Regions from separate parts of the Mus musculus genome. Here all the other regions are linked to region 3. Evidence: chromatin contacts called from public ChIA-PET, HiChIP or PLAC-seq and promoter capture Hi-C data. All regions are on one chromosome and are shown on one strand. The core of a region is the stretch at or near the end of the contact, and the rest is flanking DNA. Distances in the headings are between cores, read along the strand shown. Region 1 holds the start of Pcm1 (pericentriolar material 1). Region 2 holds the start of Asah1 (N-acylsphingosine amidohydrolase 1). Region 3 holds the start of Zdhhc2 (zinc finger, DHHC domain containing 2). Region 4 holds the start of Mtus1 (mitochondrial tumor suppressor 1). Region 5 holds the start of B430010I23Rik (RIKEN cDNA B430010I23 gene).

The links. Promoter capture Hi-C pulls out the DNA fragments that hold promoters and counts their contacts. ChIA-PET counts read pairs in DNA pulled down with a chosen protein or histone mark. HiChIP or PLAC-seq counts read pairs in DNA pulled down with a chosen protein or histone mark.
Region 1: a promoter capture Hi-C map of the HPC-7 cell line shows a contact between it and region 3, with 12 times the contacts expected there. The contact joins the promoter of Pcm1 here to the promoter of Zdhhc2 in region 3. A contact is called at or near these places in 5 of 39 promoter capture datasets (the 3T3-L1 cell line, the HPC-7 cell line, embryonic stem cells and 2 more) and 1 of 115 datasets of contacts at active chromatin or transcription factors (astrocytes).
Region 2: a contact with region 3 is called in an RNA polymerase II ChIA-PET map of effector CD8 T cells, with 9 times the contacts expected there. The contact joins the promoter of Asah1 here to the promoter of Zdhhc2 in region 3. A contact is called at or near these places in 2 of 115 datasets of contacts at active chromatin or transcription factors (astrocytes and effector CD8 T cells).
Region 4: a contact with region 3 is called in an H3K27ac HiChIP or PLAC-seq map of extraembryonic endoderm stem cells, with 6 times the contacts expected there. The contact joins the promoter of Mtus1 here to the promoter of Zdhhc2 in region 3.
Region 5: a contact with region 3 is called in an H3K4me3 HiChIP or PLAC-seq map of the SCID.adh cell line, with 6 times the contacts expected there. The contact joins the promoter of B430010I23Rik here to the promoter of Zdhhc2 in region 3. A contact is called at or near these places in 2 of 115 datasets of contacts at active chromatin or transcription factors (the SCID.adh cell line and pancreatic cancer cells).

What each region holds. Positions count from the first base shown.
Region 1 is chr8:41,238,462-41,241,266 of GRCm38.p6, reverse strand. Pcm1 (pericentriolar material 1) reads right to left here and starts at 1,508. Exons shown (of 38, transcript NM_023662.3): 1 at 1,304-1,508.
Region 2 is chr8:41,373,317-41,376,016 of GRCm38.p6, reverse strand. Asah1 (N-acylsphingosine amidohydrolase 1) reads left to right here and starts at 1,320. Exons shown (of 14, transcript NM_019734.3): 1 at 1,320-1,507. The coding sequence starts at 1,433.
Region 3 is chr8:40,422,504-40,425,203 of GRCm38.p6, reverse strand. It overlaps Zdhhc2 (zinc finger, DHHC domain containing 2), which reads right to left and starts at 1,389. Exons shown (of 13, transcript NM_178395.4): 1 at 1,035-1,389. The coding sequence starts at 1,161.
Region 4 is chr8:41,132,434-41,135,133 of GRCm38.p6, reverse strand. Mtus1 (mitochondrial tumor suppressor 1) reads left to right here and starts at 1,408. Exons shown (of 14, transcript NM_001005863.2): 1 at 1,408-1,653.
Region 5 is chr8:41,016,269-41,018,989 of GRCm38.p6, reverse strand. It overlaps B430010I23Rik (RIKEN cDNA B430010I23 gene), which reads right to left and starts at 1,252. Exons shown (of 3, transcript NR_015457.2): 1 at 1,170-1,252. The region is part of intron 6 of Mtus1 (mitochondrial tumor suppressor 1); the gene reads left to right.

The DNA of each region.
Region 1 (2,805 bases), core at 259-2,758, 820 kb before region 3:
CTCACTTTGGAATATAATGAAAATAGCCCGCAGCTGCCATCTAAAGACCCTTGAAGAAAATGTACTCTCCTGATTAAGTCATTAAATCCCTGTTACTCAAACTATTCAAGAACTTGTTACTCTCTTATTTTTTAAAAAAGCTTTAGGCATGAGAATTCTTTTTTTTTTTTTAACTACATTTACCGAGGTGTACCTTCAAGTGCGAAATTCGGTATTAACGACGCCAGCCAGTGGCCCTGACCAGGAAGGTGATAGGGAAAAGGCAGAAGCAGGTGCACAAAAAGCTCTTGAACACCGGCTCTAGTAACCAGAGAACACCGAAGGCGGGGTCTGGAAAGCGGTTATGGGGCGGGGGTAGGAGGCGGTAGGGGCACCCAGAAAGCCCGCTTCTTCTAAGCGCCAAAGCACGATCTGTCACCCGTAGTTCCCACACCAATCCTAATACCGCCATGAAAGAAAGGGGAGGAAAAAAACGTTTTGTGTTTTGTTTTGGGTTTGGACCAGGCTAGCGCGAGAGGAAAAGTTGGTTCACGCAGACGCCCCCACAGGGGGGCCGAACACCTAATCCTTAACAGCAGTCTCTGCAAAGCAAGCCAGGCTGCCAGAATCCCACTGGACATCTCGCTTCCCTCCCACCCACCCATCCCCAGTCTCCCCCTCGCCCCCCCACCACCCATTCTAGATGTAAAGAAACTGGATCTTCCCGAAGGGGTGAAGAAGGGGCAGTGGGAGGAGCGCGGAGAAGGATTATTAAATTAACATTTTCTTAGCGAAAAGAACCTACTAGCAGGAGTCAGGAACGCCTCCAGGGGCCTTCCTGCTCCAAGAATAAAAGGGACCGCAGAAAACTCCCGGGCCACAGACTCTCTGCACCCAGGAGGATCCGGGCCGCCCGGGACCCCTCCCAGGATGGAATTCGGCGGGTGGGCTGGGAGGGATGGCGGTCCCCGGGGCCTCGGGCCGCCAAGGCCAGTTTCTTTCGGAACTCATCACCCCGAACTACAAGGCAACCTTCCCCTCCACCCTGGAGGGGGGTGAAATCTCCAGCACCGGGCGAGCGGTCCTCACATGGGACGCCCCAAGATCGTGGAGGCGCCAGCCAGCGTCGTCCCAGACGCTCGCCAGAGCTAGCGTGTCAGTCGGCGCCGAGAGGAGCCGATGACAGCCTGGGGGTGGGGAAGGATCGCGCAGCCATGGGACCTCAGAGTTAAAACGGGCAGGCGTGGCCCCAGGCCGCTTCCAGCGCCGCGCCCGCCTCGAACCACCCTGTGCTCCGGCCCGCGGTGGCCCAGGGCCGCGTTACCTGGAAACGAAGCCGCCCCTCCTGCCAAGGGCCGAGTGGCGGTCGGCCGCCCCTCCAGGAGCCGCCGCCGGCAGCGGTTCTTCCTCCAAGACCGCGGAAGGGAGGCCCACAAATCCCCCTCGACTGCCCAAAGCCCCAATGGCCGCCTTCTCTACATTAGCTAACTAGGCGCCAACCGCCGCAGCCACCGCCATCTTAGGACCTCATTGTGGTGGGAGAAGAGTGGGGGGCGGGGGAACTGCAGAGGGGGGGGGGGGCGCAACGCTCCGCGAGACGAGCGCGGTCTCCTCGGCAACGGCTGCGCGGGGGCGAGAACTCGCCGGGGCTGGAGCCGCAGTGCGAACTCCGGGCGTGCGGTGACCTGAGTCACGTGACGCTCGGGCCTTCCGTGGAGTCACGTACCGCCCCTCTAGTCAGGAAAAGATTTGTGCAGACGAACAACCTGGGAACTACACATCCCAGAATGCCCACTCAACTGGGTAGCCAAAAGAAACGGAACTACAAATCCCAGTGTGCTGTGCGCCTGCCAGATGGCTCCGCTGTGTTTTTTAAGGCTTGAGGCCTGTGGGGTTTATAAGTGCTTTAGCTCACTGCAAGTCTCCGGGCGCTTTCTAATTTTCTGTGGAGGCATGAGCTTCCAGATGGAGACCGGAAGACTGGGAACCCTTGTAGTGCATTCCTACCCACTTTCCTATCACGAAGGATACTGATGAGCCTTTACAATCTAACCCCTAATTTTAGCAAGGATATTAAATCAGTATGTCATGTGTGCTTAGTCGGTGGAAGAATCATAAATAAGATTGTCAGTGGTCATTGCCACTTGGAACGCTGTCCCGCTACTTTGTTGGTAGAAAGAAGTAGTTGTAAACAGAGTTTAATCTTGTGAAATTTTCGCTGAACGGATAGTCTTTGAAATCCTGTTTAATTTATATTCTTGCTAACGGCTGTGTTAAGGTTAATAAATGGATAAATAGTGTCATAAAAACAGCACAAAACAAAACTTTTTTTTTTTAAGTTGCAAGGCTTTCAATATGCCAGGCTCCGAAGTTAAGACTACCTGTCGATTTTAGTTGCATGCATACACATTCTGTTTTTAGACAGCTTCTAAATGTCTAAAATAGGATTTTTTTAAATGTAAAATAATGTAATTGAGAAAGAATAGGTTTCTGTTTTTCCACAATAAATTGCTCCACACAATTACCAACAAATTGTTTACAAAACAAAATACTACAACTCTCTCAGAGCACCACGGTTCCTATCAACTAAACTCTTCCTGCCCAGGGCAATTTACTACTGTGTCCATAGCCTTCTGTATTCGTTTTTATCCTGTTTCTGAGGCAACGTCTCTTGTATCTCAGGCTGGCCTCAAATCTCTGACTTCAGATCCTTCTGCTTGTGGAATGCTGAAGTGTAGCATTCCACCTCAATGTAGCTTGTATACATAAAAACATACGATACCTTAAGGAAATGAATCAGTACACTGCTGGAAATCAAACCCAGGG
Region 2 (2,700 bases), core at 71-2,570, 950 kb before region 3:
TGCCTCAGGTTGCTGTCTAAAACAGTCCTCAGTGTCCCCCTTCAAAAAGTAAGTATTTTCCAATCTTGCTTACCTAAGTAAGATTTCTTTTTTTGTTTGTTTGTTTTTTTTTGTTTTGTTTTGTTGTTGTTGTTGTTGTTTTTTTTTTTTTTTTGAGACAGGGTTTCTCTGTATAGTCTTGGCTGTCCTGGAACTCAATTTGTAGACCAGGCTGGCCTTGAACTCAGAAATCCGCCTGTCTCTGCCTCCCAAGTGCTGAGATTAAAGGCACGCGCCACCACCGCCCGGCCCTCTAAGTGTTTCTTAATCCTGTGTTGTGTATCAACATCTAAACTTCCTCAAAAACAAACAAACAAAAAACAAACAAACAAAAGCCAACTTATTTATCATTTGCCTCCAAATTTAGGTGTTTTTTACACCAAAAAGGAAAAATACTCGGATCCCCAGCACAGGAGTCGGGGGTGAGAATTAAAATAGGATTTTAATGGTCCTGAGTGAGTTTTATAGAAGCATTTTTTTAAAAGCCTCCAAACTTCTTGAGATGCCTGTCGTCGAAGCAGAAAATGTAAATCTAGAGGCATTTTTTTCCTGTTGGATTCTAGATAACTCATCCTATTATGGAGAGCCTTGTCCAAGGTAAAAGCCAAGCAAGTATTTCACTTTTATCTGCTTTTCAAAGTAGACTATGAAGTACCAAGTACCTGTCCTAGGTTTAGGTCCGCTGGACCAACTGGCTTCTCACGAGCTAAAGGAAAACAGGAGTTGAGTAACGCGGCGACAAATACATCGATGAAGGTCCCACCCCTTCAACCTCTCCAACCCCGGACATAACAGCAAGAAACTAAAATCTAAATCCTAGGATTTAGCAGTGCCTTAAGTACCTAGAGTACCCGAGAGATGAAACTTCTGACCCTGACACTTGTCCTCTCTGGTTGTGATCCCTCGGGCAGGATGGATGGATTGAGTGACTCACTTGGAGCCAGCCTTCCCCAGAAGGCAAACTAGGTCTGACGCTATGCTCTGAAACTCTGTCCCTTTGGTGGGCTCAGGAACCGCGACGCCTAGGAGCCAACCTCTCCCGAGTCAGTCGGCGTCCGCCCTCAGAAATCCTCCAGCACCAGCGTCTTGCCCCGGCCCCCGCGCTCCAAACGAGTGAAGGCCAGAGGAAAACTGGAAGTCCCGCCCCGGGGTGCGGCTAAGGCTGGACGAAACCACTGCGTGGCGTGCTGGGGGCGCAGCCCCTCTCGGCCCTGTGCGCGGACTCCGCTCTAGGGACTCGGCCCGGCGCCTCTATCTCTGGCGTGTCCCCTGCCGTGCATGGTGTGGCCCAGGGTCGCTGATCACGCGTTGGGGTGCGGCCTGCTGCTGGTGGAGGTGGTCCCTGCTGCAGCTGCTGCTAGAGTCCCTCGGAGCGGCGCTTGCAGCTGGGAAGATGCGGGGCCAAAGTCTTCTCACCTGGGTCCTAGCCGCGGCAGTCACCTGCGCCCAGGCACAGGATGTGCCGCCGGTGGGTGAGCTCCAGCCGAGGCACAGATGGGGGTGCAGGCGCGGGCTCAGGGGGAGGTGGGCGCAGCTGTGGCGGGGCGGGTGAGGGACACCTGCTCGCGGTCTGTATCTTCCGTGAGGCGTCGGGGGAACTCTGGTTCGGTCCCGCGGAGTATGGGTGCAAATGTGGCTTGTGAACCCCGGGCTAAGTGGCTTTGCTGCTGTATGGACCGAGTACACATTTTAGGGAAGTTCTAACTTTCAAGAACAACTGTGTAGGATTCACGCATTCTCCAATCTTATATTTGAGATTACCAGCTACTGTAGGCGGAACTCTCCAGAGAAAAAGCTAACGATTGACTGGTGGCCGTAGTATTTTCTGCCTGGTTACCTAGTGCTTTTTCCTGAAGAAACCATCGCAGGAAGCTATGGGTCACATGCAGTCTTAGCCCAGATGATGGGAACCCACCCCCACCCCGCCCCCCTAAGAAGGCTGTACTGGCTGTGGCCTTCACGCCCAGGCATGGAATGTCTGTCTGTACCGTGGTGCTGCTCGACCAAGTCACAATGCCACAGACTTTATATATCCGCAAGAGACTGTGAGGAACTAACATGATTCTTGTATTTACTAGAAGAGGAAGTATAGCCCTGGAGTGAAAAATGTAGCCAGAGGTCACATCGTTGTTCCCAGAAACATTTCTAAGTTCAGCCTCTAGGTCAAAGCCCGACAGCGACATTTCATAGATCGATTCTATAAAGGCTATAGAATTGAAGACTGTTTTGTTGCCAGATTTGATAACTAGGAACCTGGATGCACCTTACCTGTGCCAGATGACAAGAATTTTGAAAAGAGGCAAGACATTGGAAATGGGAGCAGCAGGAGTTCTTTTAATTTTATTCCTAGAAGGAGAAATGCTTTTTTGAATTTGAGAGAGAGAGAGAGAGAGAGAAAATTAGCCAGCCACTAGAATAGATACTTAGTAGATAAAAGTAGAATGCACATCAGGGCAGAGGGTGGCACACGCCTTTAAATCCCAGCACTTGGGAGATAGAGGTAGGCGAATGTTCTAGGACAACAATGGACACAGAGAAACCTTGTCTGAAAAACACCACACAACACAAAGTAGAATGCAGAATGGTATACAGAGTAATTTCAGTGACCAAAACCCACATAGTATGTACAAAAGATTGAAGGAAGAGCAAAACGTTTGCTCT
Region 3 (2,700 bases), core at 140-2,639:
TACTTGGTTAGGGCAAAGGTTAGTAAGTTCAGTGGGTAAACATCAGACAAAATATTCACGTATCCCTGGCAGAAGAGTCATCCCCTGTGTGAACATTTCTTCCTGATAACACACATCAGCTTTCACGGAACCTCCTAAGGCAGAAAGTTTACATTAAGCTTCATAACTGTATTCCCTGCTTATGAATAATCAACCTTAAAAAAACAAATCTTCAGTGCTGAAAGTGCCCCACCCACCAATTCAGGAGCTTTATCTTGGACTGGGGCACTTGGTTCTCTGGATGCTATGCACTTCAGATGATGGTTTTCCTGCCCCGCTCTCTATTTTCCCAGCATCTAAACTATAGTCTTCTATATTTCTCACAGGTCTTCGAAAGATACTTTCTAGTGGCTCGCCCTTCCTGCCTCCTTTTGAATTAGAAAGTGGCTAATTATCAACCCTCAAACCACACAGGCGGTTACAACGCTCGTGAGTACTGTTATCATTTTTTAAAAAGTGGGTCTATGGCCATCAGAAAAGAAGCTGGCTCTGCCATCCGAGCGAGGTTAAGGCCAGTGTTTCCCCATCGCATATCTGGCGCAGCTCTGATTCTTGGCCCAGCCTTCAGGGCAGCTTCTCCGGCCTCCAGGGCAGCTTCCCAGCCTCAGTGACCACAGTGGTCCCCTGTTCTGTCCTGCTCGGTGAGAGGGTGTGGCTGGGGTGGCAGTGGTGAGTAAAAGGCAGAAGGGGGTACTCCTGGCCGTGCGTCCTGGGGTGGAGGTGACCCAGTAACCCAAAAGCGGCAAGGGGAGACCAAGGGAGTGACAGAGTGCAGGAGGTCTCCAGGAGGCCGGCTGACCTCCGCTTGGGGTGGTGGTGGTGGGGAGAGAGGTTTGGGGCGGCAGGCAAGCAGGTATTGGGAAGCGCCCAGGGCGCGCGGCGGGGTGGGGAGAACCCAGCGGATGCACAGAGTGGAAGCAATCGCAGAGCGGGGCTGTAGTCCCGGGACCGCGAGGGGACAGCGTGTGGGGTTCGGGACGCGGGCACCCACTCACCTATGCACAGCTGGATGGCGTAGGCGTAGTAGGACCAGCCCAGCAGCAAGCTGATGAACACCACCGGGATCCAGTAGAGCACCCGCCGGCACCGCCGCCTCACGCCGCCCGAGCCCGAGGGCGCCATCTTCCAGCCGCAGACACCTGCCCAGCTCTGCCGCCGCCGCCGCCCGTGGGCCTGGCTCGGGGCCGGGCTCGGGGCTCCCGGAGCACCCGACGGGACAGGCCCGGGGGCGGCGGCTGGCTGTGCTGCGGCCACCGCGGCCGCCGTGGCGCTAGCTCCCCATCCCGCGGCAGCGAGCGGGCGCCGCGGACTCCCGCTGCTCTGCCGGGCTGAGGCGGCGGCTCAGAGTAGGAGGACGAAGGCGACGAGGCGGCGGGAAGCTCCGCTCCGCCCCCGCCTGGTCCCCGCCCGGTCCCCGCCTCGCTGCCTCCCACTGCGCGGCGGGCTGCGCCCTCGGGCGGGTGCAGGGATCCGGACGCGGACTCCCACGGCGCCCTCGGACTCTCGGCTACCCGTGCGCCCTTGCCCTGGGCCACCGCAGGGGCGCTCGAGGTGGCGACCCGGTGCCCACCTTGGCCCTCCCGCCCCTGCACTTGGCCCTGGATCGCGGGACTGTGATGAGAATTGACACTCGCTTTGGGTCACCCTCCCCAGCCGCAAGCCACTCCCAGGGCGCGGATCGGAGGGGGACGAGCTGCAAGGTGTCGCTTGTAGGAGGACGAGCGTCAGCCCCTCTTCGCCCCGCCCCCGGGACCAGCCAGTTGCTATCCCACTCCTCACCGGCCAGGCCCAGGGAGGATTGCGCCAAGTCCTTAGGCGCCCAGGCCCTCACCCTTGCATCTGTCAGGAAAATTCTCGCTTTAACTTGTGGGTGCCAGTAAACTGGCTGAGAGTAGCCAAAGTGCGGTCAGTTTCCAGAACAGACCAGCGAAATGATGGTGTTTGGGCATGAGAACGCCTACCTAGGTGCCCAGATCGCCATGAAGAGGGTTGCCAGAGGCCCTAGCCAGAGGGAGCAAGTTGAATTTTACGTTGTGAATCCATTGACAGTAACTAGAGTTAGGGCTGGCAGATCTTTGCTGAGAGAAGATTCTCTCTTTTTGTGTTAAACTGTCTTGTGATTCTAAGAGTAAAGTTTACCGTCCCCATCTCCCAAGAGCCAAGCGATTCCTTCTCTGCGTTCTTTCCCATCCTATCCAGCCTGACAGTGATTTTGGTTGTGATAGCGATTCTAAATTTAGCATATAGTAGAGTTTAAAGCGGTTGTCAAAACCACTGGAACGTGATTCTAATGGTAGTTAGAACAAACATCCCACAGTTAATTGTTGGTGAATGGGAAAGGAACGTGTTTCTGAGATTACTCCTCCCATTATATAAACAATTAGTATGTGTAACAGGTACCAGATATCATTAATGAATACTATATTTACTCCACACAACCAGATTGGGTAGAATTACTTGATAAACGTGATAAGAATGCTGAAGTATAGAAACCCAGCTCCAATTATGTCCTCCTGGCTTTTCAATTATCTTCCCAAGACTGGATTAAATATCAAGCCAATGTTCCTGAAACAGCTACTGCATCAACGCAGAAACAACCTCGCTCACCGGCACCCCCAGAGCTCCCTGGGACTAAACCACCAATCAGAGAAAACAGGAGGT
Region 4 (2,700 bases), core at 159-2,658, 710 kb before region 3:
GTCACATGATTTTTTTCCTAACGTCAGACAGAGTTGATATTACGACAGGGATTTCAAAGATAAGCAAGAGGTGTTATCTACTGGAATATGGAGGGAAAAAAAGGGGGAGTCGGGCCTGCTCGGCTGGGTTTGTGCCTGCCTTGGCTGCCCTCACAGTGTGACCATGTGCAAGTCACTTGGCTTTTCTGAGCTTCGGTTGCCTCACTCAAATAATAGAGATAATAATCTAACCTATTTACAGCAGGGTCTACTTGTGAGCGAAGAATGGATCATTGTTCACGTGAAAGCACTTAAAGCTATAAACAGCAAAGCTATTAGATCATCCAGCATTCGTGGTATAGGCAACCTCTGAAATGCTGCTTCTGCTCCCTCACCCCCACCCCCGTCCCCCGCCTCTGCGCTCCAAGAAATGTACTGAAAATGCTTTTTCAGCAATCCCAGGCCACGTAGTTTTATATATGTATACACACATGCATACATTAAACTTAGAGTTCTGGGTTGTCTGACATGTTCAGGAATGTTTTTATCTGTTACAAGCAGGCTATCAATCTTTAGGGAAAAAACCTTATATTAAAATATGCTTAGTGGAGGCTGAAATTTCCTCAGTTTGATTCAAGAACAAGGACTTTGGCTTTCAAGTGGCCAGACCTAGCTTCTCTTCCTAGCTTCTCCCACTACCCCAACCCCACCCCCATCTGAACTTCTAACAGTCGGAGTGCTGGTTTCTTTAATCTTTAATAGGTGCTCGCTAGTAATCTGCTCGGAAGTCTGAAGACAATATAGGGCGCAGGTGGGACTCTCCGAGAACAATCAGTGCTGCTTCCTTATAAACCCTTACGCTGATAAGCCTGCAACTTCCCCACCTCCCAACTCCAAAGCCCTTCGCGGGACAGGGAATTCTGGCTGCGAGGGGACCCAGGAGGAGCCAATCCTCCCTCTGGCTAGCTAGCCTGTCCGACGGTCCTGGGGCCCCAAAGTTGGGCTTGGCAGAGCTTAGCTTTCCCACCAGGACGTGAATGGTTTGGGGTCGCGCGGGACAGCCAGCCAAGCGCGCAGTCAGCAGCGGTGGCTTTGCGACACACGTGGCAACAGGTGCAGCGCGATCCAGGACGTACGCCCGGGGCTTGTGGCTTATGTTGACGTTTAGCCAGGGAGCCCGACCCGGCTGGCGACCGTAGTGGAGCTCCGCGGGAGTCATCGTGCCTCAAGGAACCCCTGCTCGTCTCTCAGGTTAGTTTTTTTGGGGGGCACTGCCCCTTCTGCCCCCCTCTCCCCCCCGCAACCTGGCCTTTGTCTGGGCTCTAGGAGCCGCCGCGGGCGAGGGGCGAGGCCACCCAGCCCAGGATCCTCCGCCTTCGCTCCTCCCCCTGGCGGCCCGGGGCGGGGAGGCTGGGACGCCCGGGCTCCGGGTTCCCGGTTCCCGCCTGGCCGCCAGGGTGCTGGTGCGGGTTGGGGTCGATCTGCAAGCCCCAGGTACAGACGTCTCCAAGGCAGGACCCGCCGAGGGTGCAGAACGCCGTGGCTCCCCCCAGGGCTGGCTCCCCGGCTCTGCGGGCAAGCGCGGAGTGGATCCCATTCCGTCGCCCATCCCGGCCGCGGTGGGGACCTCCGGAGAACGAGGAGCTGGGGAGCGGCGACTGCAACGCACTCACGGTGACCGGACTGGCTTTCCGGGGAGGGGGGCGGGTGTCCTAGTGGGTTTCAAAGTAGGAGGAGTGGGGAGGCTGAGCTCACGTGGGACCCGCGGGGCTCCTGCAGGACAGCGGGCTGCAGTTGCTGTCACCTTGAAAGTGACCGAGGCGGTGGGTTTATTGTGGATAAAGGACAACTGTCAAGTTTGCATCCTCGGTGGAAAGCCGCCCACCAAGCGCTGGATTCTGGCTCTGGACCTGGCAGCCTCAGGCTTCCGGCTGGGCGACTTGCCGGGGTCCATTCCCACTAAGCAGTCAGGGCAGAAAATATGGGAGAAAGGGAATTAGTGCAGTTCCCCAGGTCCTCATGCGGGTTTTACTCCCTGCAGCCTGCGGGTTCTTACAAACTCTAAGGGAAAGCCCACGTTGAGGGTCGCCGTATTGATTACTCAATAGAGGACTTAGCTCGAATTTCCGCGAAGTCTTTGCGCCCCCCCCCCCAACTAGGGTGATCTGTTCACTTTTCACTTGTAAAAGTGACACATTGAATTGTAAACATAGCTTGCATACTGGCACTCACTCTGCAAAATGCTACTTTTAAATTGTCTTGTGTTCTACCAGAGGAAATCCAGTGTATTTTGTTTGTCTTAAAACCAGAGTCTTAGGCAAAACAGGAGGAAAGCGAGCTTTCATGTTCTGCCAGGTGATTGGAGTTCAATCAAGGTATCAAATCACAGCGCGGTGGGGGTGGGAGTGGATTCCGGGGATCCGGAGACAACTTGTGGGAGGGCAAAAAAGAGGTGGGGTCGGGCCCCCGCTAAACATATGACCTCTGTAAGGAATGTTTTACAAATAGGTTATCAGTTTAAATAGTTCATCCCCGTTCTCTCCAGCAATCCCTTTAGGGCAATCTGTACTCTGTTGTGTGGGTGTGTTTAAACTTCTTGTTTACAGATTTATTTCTCAAGAACTGTATCGATAAGAAAAGTTATGCAAGAAAACCTGTTCCTGCCCTGTTTTTTTAAAAAAGGCATAGAATTTAGTTTAAAATACTTTTAAAATGTTGTAT
Region 5 (2,721 bases), core at 3-2,502, 590 kb before region 3:
GACCCTAATTAAATTACGGAGAATCCCGTTGTTGTTGAGTTTTTTTTTTTTTTCCTTAAAGCGCTTCATATATTTAATGCATGAGTTTGAAAGCATCTTCGTGTGGATTTCCACCTTTCTCTCTAGTCTCACTGTGTGTGTATGTCTGTGGGGCGAGGGTGGGGTTGCATGTTATAGTACAAAGATAATCAAATAAACCTCTTCTCTGGATTATAAATGGTTTATCATCTATGACAGAGACACTAATCTAAGCAGCTGGAAAAAAAAATCGGTCTCTAACTGCCAGAATGTATTTTATCATCTTGAGTAAATAAGAAGTACATTTAAAGGGCAGGCAACCCAGACAGTCATGCAGAAACTAATAGTATGTCTGTTGGAGTCTGGGCTCTGTGGTCTGCATTTTTGAGTAGATCATATTAAAGCCCCGGGTTTCCCATAGTCCTGCGCTGCTTCGCCTCAGATGATGTCATCTGCTTTGATTGATGACCAAAGAATTGGTCCTGGACATTGCCCTCCTAAGTACCAGGCTCCTTGAAGGCAGGAGCTATGTCTTAATTTTCTTACATATCATTATGGTATAGGATATAAAATGTGCTTAGCTATATGAGTAATAACTCATAATTCAGAAAGATAAATGTCCCTTCTGGGCATTTGGGGGGAGGGGATGTTGGCTTTCCAGAAAGTGTATAAAATGAGTCAGGTTAAGAAAGCCCGTCATCCCAAGAGGGTAGCATGGATTCTGGGAAGGATAGCTTTTGACTTGGATGGAAGATCTCGGGATGCTAAACAGGAGCTAGGCAATTCTAGTCCATGGGAGCGCACACAAGCACACAGGCTAGCACCCACTCATGCTTGCTACACGTATGTATGTATGCTGTATTTGCTGGAGGAAGAAATTCCGCCTCATGTATGGGTGCTACCTGAGCTCCACCTTCAGTCCCAGTGTCATTTGTAACATACTCAAAAGAGAAGGGAGTTTATACACAGAAAATATTGAATAACAGCCCTCTAGGGTATAAAGAAACCCCTTCTATGCTTGCGTACTGGGCTCTAAAGAACCAGGACTAGAAGCAAAGGTGACACCAAGGGCAAAAAGCCATTGTGAAGGAAGAGTGGGCTGGCTTTCCCCCACCCCCACTTCCGGCCATTGAGACACAGTGACAACTGACCTTGATGTCCTCACGCTGGATCTTGCTGGAGAAGGCTGAGTGTGGTTTAGGGAAGTGAGTTAGGACAGATGTCAACACTCACTGAAATCTGTTGCCTCCTGAAGTCCACTAATAAGCTAACCACCCCTCCCTCGGGTGTTTCTGGAGGGAGGGAGGTGTGGCTTTCCAGAGTCCTTTAGAGATAAGCATCAGTAGCGTCAGCTTTTGCCATCTTCCTTTCCGTTTTCTTGTGCAAGTGGTAAGATTTCCTTGTCCTTTTACCCCCTTTTGTTTGCAACTTGGCTGCTGTGGGAAAGGGGACTCTGAAGCGTGGTCACAGTTTCATGTCTAATAGAGCTGTCCCCGCTTTTCTCTCACGCCACTGACAGACTCTGCCATTTATCCAAAGCATTTGAATAAAATTAAGGCTTGACGTGACAGTACTCGAATAGTCAGGCTGTAGTGGCACGTGCCTGTAATCCCAGAACTTGGGAGACTGGGGCAAAGGAAAGCAAGTATGAGACCCGTAAGAAGGGGAGAAAAGAGAAAAACATTGTATCTGTGGGTTATTATTTTGTTGTTCTCAAACTTTAGTTTTTGCATTACAAAAGCAATCGTTTATTTTTGAAATTTGGAATTCCTGACTGGTGATTTCAAATATATGTAATCCCCAATACCCATGTATTATCAATGAACTATACTCTATTGTAATATTATTTAAAGTTCTAAATCACAGCAGGGCCCCCTGGGTGCCCTTCACCATGAGGTTCATCATGCCTTTAGTATATGGGTTCTGAAGAGCAAACCCCCTTTTTCTATTAGTGAGTGCGATAATCTAATGACCTCAATTAGAGAGCGGAGTAAAAAGGCTCACACATCTAAAAATAACTCCATTATCCACGCAGAGAGGGTCCCGTTTCTGTTTCCTCTGCCCCCGCTGATATTAAGTAAGTGCCAATCGATCAGGATAATGTCTGGCTCTCGTTTCTCATAAATGAAGGGCTGTGGCTTTAAGTAATCATCCGTTGCTTGTGCCAGAGACAGAAGCTGCAGTATCAGCTTCAGAGAGGAGAGAGAGGAGTCTGAGGCAGTAACCTGCGGGACAGGCGGGGAGGCCACCAGGGCCAATGGCGCTCCTCCCTGTGGAGCTTTGAATGTAGGCAGACCCGGACGGACGGATGGGTGGGAGGCGTGGCCACCTGTGCGCTTCTTGGACAGTGCAGGGGGTGGGGGAGTTGGAGAGACCGGAGCTGGAAAATGGGCTGCCCTAGCAGCAAAATGTGCCTCTCTCCTCCCTGTGCAGCAACAAGGGTAATTAGTATTTGTTTACAGGGCTTTTCTAGAAGGGTGTCAGGGACTACGTACTGCAGACCCTGTCTGGAACCAGGGGGAAGTGCTTTGAGTGAGAAGCAAGTCTAGACTGCAGAGACCAGTCTCGTGCTCTCTGCCATACTGCAACCCAGATGCCGGCTGGAGTCCCACATCTAAGGTCATCTCAGGAAGTGCCCTTCCTGAAAGCCTGGACATTCTCTCACTTCCTAGTTTCACCCTGGCGCCAGGGACTCTCCGTCTT